Regions from separate parts of the Hordeum vulgare genome. Here region 1 is linked to region 2. The links are chromatin contacts, called in public Hi-C maps. All regions are on one chromosome and are shown on one strand. The core of a region is the stretch at or near the end of the contact, and the rest is flanking DNA. Distances in the headings are between cores, read along the strand shown. Region 1 holds the start of LOC123424929 (histone H3.2-like). Region 2 holds the start of LOC123424918 (protease Do-like 2, chloroplastic).

The links. Hi-C and Micro-C count contacts between places; a contact is called where the count stands out from the background.
Region 1: a contact with region 2 is called in a Hi-C map of leaf, with 4 times the contacts expected there. The contact joins the promoter of LOC123424929 here to the promoter of LOC123424918 in region 2. A contact is called at or near these places in 2 of 6 Hi-C or Micro-C datasets (leaf and seedling) and 1 of 1 datasets of contacts at active chromatin or transcription factors (embryo).

What each region holds. Positions count from the first base shown.
Region 1 is chr1H:75,193,519-75,196,289 of MorexV3_pseudomolecules_assembly, forward strand. It overlaps LOC123424929 (histone H3.2-like), which reads left to right and starts at 1,440. Exons shown (of 2, transcript XM_045108617.1): 1 at 1,440-1,831. The coding sequence starts at 1,481.
Region 2 is chr1H:74,779,315-74,782,021 of MorexV3_pseudomolecules_assembly, forward strand. LOC123424918 (protease Do-like 2, chloroplastic) reads left to right here and starts at 1,329. Exons shown (of 21, transcript XM_045108606.1): 1 at 1,329-1,596; 2 at 1,695-1,826; 3 at 2,415-2,468. The coding sequence starts at 1,432.

The DNA.
Region 1 (2,771 bases), core at 190-2,689, 410 kb after region 2:
AATTTCGAAATAAAATATTCAAAAAAACATATTGTTTTTGAGAATTCAAAAACTACTCAGGAGTTTTGAAATTTTTTTGCGTATAAAAAATGTTTAAATGTTGAGAAAATGTCCATGAAATAAAAAGTCAACGATTTTAAACAAAAGTCCGTGTAAAAATCTTAAAAACAGTTCGTGCCTCTGTTTTTAGTCTCATTTTTTATTTTCATTTTTCTGTTCTAATTTTTAGTTTAAATAATTTAGAACTTTGAAAAACTTTTGCAATTTATAAAACTGGGAATTTTGAAATAAAAGTTTGAAGAAAAAAATAAAATGTTTGTGAATTCAAAAAATGCTCAGGATTTTTGTAAAAATATTCACATATTCAGAAAAATGTTCATAATTTTGAAAACAATGTTGATGAAAACAATAAAAGTCCAAGATTTTGAAAAAAAGTTTGTGTGTTATTTTTTGAGTGCAATTGAAAAAAATGTTTGCTAATTCAAAAAATGTTCATGCATTTCAAGAAATGTCCTAAAAATTTAAAGACATAATATAATCAGCATCATTGGAGATTATAATTGTTTTTCTCCCGTTGCAACACACGGTTCCTTTTGCTATAAAATCTAATAGAAGCAACTTAGTCATCCTTTTTGGCTACAATAATAGCGTGCAACAGTAGTTTTTTTTTTGACACTAAAACCCTGTTAGATTTTTATGCATGATAAATTTGACGTTTTCTATGGCAAATTATATTAACACGATGGTGTTAATTTTAGTTTGCAGGCACAATAATTTTCTTAAGAAACTATAAACTAAAATAAATTTGCCGCTAACTAAATTTATCATCCTTGAAGAACATAACTTGACATGAAAAATGTTACATCGGTCATATTGCCGCTAACTAAATTTATCATCCTTGAAGAACATAACTTGACATGAAAAATGTTACATCGGTCATGATCGAACGTTAGATTTCTAACAAAGTCTTAATTTTTTTAAATATATAGAATGCGTGGACGGCAAAAAACCAACATGATCACACCTTTCCTCTAACAGTCTCAACCCGTTCGTTTCGTCTGCGGCCAACACTACAAATCGGCATCCTATAAAATAAGAAAAAAATCCATGCAAAATTTCCTTAGAAAAAACACACGCAAAAAAGGAAAAAACAACACTACTAATAGCAGCAGTCCACTCACGACTCACCTCCACGGTCCGCCTGAGTCGTCTCCAACCAAATAAACCAATCAGAACGCGCGAACCATCTCCCCACGGATCACGCCCTCGATATCAGATCCTAACCGTTCACGAACCACACATCCAACGCTCCACAGTCCGTTCCGAAAAACCAAAACCCACGCGCGCTCCCCGCTCCAATCGCCCGCCCGCTCGGTGCTCGCCTCCTATTTAACACCGTCGCATCCCCATCTTCTTCCTCACTTCTCCAGTCCAATCTCCCTGACCTCCGACCTTATCGTCCTCCCGCCGCACCGACGACATGGCCCGCACCAAGCAGACGGCGAGGAAGTCCACCGGCGGCAAGGCGCCGAGGAAGCAGCTGGCCACCAAGGCCGCCCGCAAGTCCGCCCCGGCCACCGGCGGCGTCAAGAAGCCCCACCGCTTCCGCCCGGGCACCGTCGCGCTCCGGGAGATCCGCAAGTACCAGAAGAGCACCGAGCTGCTCATCCGCAAGCTCCCCTTCCAGCGCCTCGTCCGGGAGATCGCCCAGGACTTCAAGACCGACCTCCGCTTCCAGTCCTCCGCCGTTTCCGCCCTGCAGGAGGCCGCCGAGGCATACCTCGTCGGGCTCTTCGAGGACACCAACCTCTGCGCCATCCACGCCAAGCGCGTCACCATCATGCCCAAGGACATCCAGCTCGCCCGCCGCATCCGTGGCGAGAGGGCCTAAGCTCCGTTCGCCGTCGTCGTCGTCGTGTGTTAGTTAGATCCTTGTTAGGCTGTGTTCGTTGGTGGAAATGTGCGTGCTGGTAGTGTTTCAGAACTGAACCTTAGTTGTTCTTCTCATGGTGGATGTGCTCTATCTAATCTGATGGTACCATCTTGTTGTCATCAGCAATAGAAATGAAAATGTCGGCTTTCTGTTCTCAACCATCTGTGTCTGAATGCCTGCTTCAGCCTGCATGTGAGCCGTTCTTCTTGAATGTAATTTCACCAAATTGTCGAATTCCTTGCCTGTTTTAGATAGCATGTTCTACATATTTCTTATTTGGTCCTGAATTAACATTCGACTGTCAAATTTTGTAATGAGTAATCTGGTTAGCTGCCTCTGAACTCGAACGAACGAACAGTTGAGATGGTACCTGAAAACTGCTTGTCCCCTAGTGTGGTCGTCTTCAGTGCGTCTATCGACCAGTTGCATGACAGTGCCGGTATGTTTGATGTTCAGTGCACATATTCTCTTGGAAGCATCTCTACTTTGCCTAATTATGCTGCTACCCCGCAAGTCTGAACCATGCTCTGAACTAGGAGTACAAGTTACTTGGTGTCTTGTCTTCAGATCTTACAGGTTCGGGAAAGGCTTCAGGCTTCCACACCGTGACTGCAATATTTGTTGCATCACCCACAATTCCTAAATAACGCACCAGAACATCCAGGAGGCGCTGTCCACAATTGATAAAAATCTCATGGTCGAAACAACAGTTGTTTGCCTGATGTTCTGCTCTCAATGGATCGGCCATTGCTTTGTTTGGATAGACTATAGAGTATCCTCAACACTGGTTACAGTCAGGGGTATAAAGAGAACATGTCCTATCCCAAACATGTGAAAT
Region 2 (2,707 bases), core at 79-2,578:
CTTGAGTAGCACAAGTATCACAGTCGGTTCCTAGTTTACCTCCATGATGATGATGACTCGACGCCTCTTGATTTTCTAGGAAGTTTTCGGGTGATATCGATGACCAGGATGAGGCACCTCAAGGTAAACATGAATAATGATACATGGGCGTGCCTACTAGAATTAACATAGGCTTCATATTGGGCGAGGGTTTATGGCATGCAGGGGTGGGGGCACCTACCTCGTTTCTCTTTTGGTTTTCAGTCCTGAATCTTTTGTATCTTTTGAACCAAAAGTGAAAATTATGTTTCCTTTGCATATTTGTGTCCTTGTGCTGAGGGCTTTCAAATAAGACCCCTTTTGAATATGTTTTGACAAGATTTTATAAATTTACCAAGTTTCAAGCGCTGAAATTTGATACGAGAACGACAAAATCAGTAAGTTCCATAAACTAAAATTTAGAACTTGTTGTCCCCTCATGCGGAAACCAAAACTTTGCGGATCACGAAGCAAACGTGCGGCAAGGTGGGCTGATCAGGTGTGTGTCCCTGTGAATTTCTGATTCATATATACAACCCTATAATATATCTCTTGGACACGCATCACGTGTAGGTTTTGAATTCTTGATAATGAATGCTATCACATTTTAAGACAAAATTACTCTTAAGGTTTTAGACATGCCGAATCGACTTTAAGCTTTTGCAAGTTTGTGGACTAAACCATCACATACATTGAAAGTTTATGGGTCTCTAATGATCTTGCCTCTTTATGAATAGTTTTCATGAAAATATAAATATTTATGTATATTAAACTAACTATTCATGTATTTGAAAAAAATGCACCCGTGTTTACCTAAAGATGTTCTTATGTGTGAAAATAAATGTTCATATTCTCAAAAAGATGTTCATAATGTGGAAAAACAATTCATTTGTTCCAAAATAAATGTTTATGTATCTCAGAGCAGATACTCATGTACATAAAAGCAAAACAAAAATCATAAGGGAAACAAACGAATAAGGAAAAAATGGTCAAGAAAAAACGTGCATTTATCTCGAAAAAATCATTTTTGTATTACCCAAAAGGTAAAAAAAAATACGTGTAAAAGGGAAAAGTTTTTTTTGTATATGAAAGTAAATTAATTAAAAACGTATTTTATTTTACAAACAAAATAAAACATAAAAGAGGAAAAAACAAAAAAATTGAGGAAAAAAGGAAAAACAAATAGAAATGGAAGTAGAGGAAGGGCTACATGGGCCGACAAGCGGGCTGGTATGCGGTACTTCTGGGCCTTCCGGGTCGCTCCACGAAGTCTTATCTCACGCGCCCCGCACGTGCTCCCCCCTGCTTGCTCCACTCTCTCTGAGGTCGAGGATAAGGAGCCGAGCTCCCTCGTCGCGGCGAGAGGGAAACCCAAATCAATCAAACCGCGCCCTCGAAGCACGCGCAGCAGCAATGGCGGCGCTCGCCGCCCTCTTCGCCTCCCCGGCCCTCCCCTTCCCCTCCACCTCCGCCTCCTCCTCCTCCCCACCGTCATGCTCCTGCCGCTTCCGCCCCGCCGTCGCCTGCGCGCCGCGCCACCCGCCCTCCTCACGCCGCGTCACGCGCCGCTTCGACGAGGTGCGCTTCTTTCGTGCGCTCGCCGCCCGTGCTCCCGAGTAACATGCCGAGGGACCTCTTGTCTGACGTGCCGGGACTCGTTTTGGGGTGGTTCGCAGGTGGAGGGGGCGTCCAAGAAACGGCGGGGCGGCGTCATTGGCGGTGGAGGCGGCGGCGGCGGCGGAGGGGGCTCGCTGGCGTCGTCAACGCGCAAGGATAAGGGGCTTTCCGTCGACTTCAAGGATCCGCAGGTGCGAAGCGCAATGAAATGCCATGTCTTTGGTTGTGCACATTGTACAGTGCTAAGAGTTTTAACTTTTAAGTAGAACTACTAGATTTCAATTTAGGATGGACATTCCAATTGGCTCCAAGTAGGCCATTTTATTGGCTGGGAGCTACTAGTATCGAATTGCTTCCTGGTTCTGTAAGCACGGCAGTGTTTGCTGTTTGGATTGGGTGGGTGTTTCGTACTACTACAATTCAGTACTCTCCGTTGTCGTATGTATCTGTTTTCGGGATATGCAAGTTGTCATTGCAGTCTTAATTGCCGCATTCACCATTTGATAGAGCCACGTTTCCTTTTGTTTGCCATGTAAGCTCACCGTTGCAGCAATTACACCTTCATGCCTATACTTTTGTCTAGAACCTCTCAACTCTCCTTCGACGTCTCTGAGATCCTTAATGTGTGTTCTTACTGTCCTGTGATCTATTTCTGTGGACGTATTAGCTATTGTGACTCTTATATCCACAAGTTTTTCTATTTTTTGTTGCATTTAGTGTTGTGATCGATGACATCATAAAAGTTGCATGGTTTTTCTGCTAACTATGTGTTGTGCTAGGTTGCGGATTTTGAGGATCTTGAAGAGGACAAATTCCTTAATGCTGTTGTTAAGGTGGGTCTCAATAATATTTCCTGGCTGTCAATTATGCTAGACACTGCTAGTTTAGTGCGGGAACTTGATGTGTGTGCTAGATGCTGCTTATGGTATTATAAATGTACTTTGTGTATAAGTATGTCTGTCAAGCATAGTGCTCTAGCCTGATCGAAGTCAAAAGGTCATTGTTACCTTGATTTTATGTTGTAGTGTTGTGCTTTGTTTTTATTAACCATGTATGTCGGGCTTAACTATTT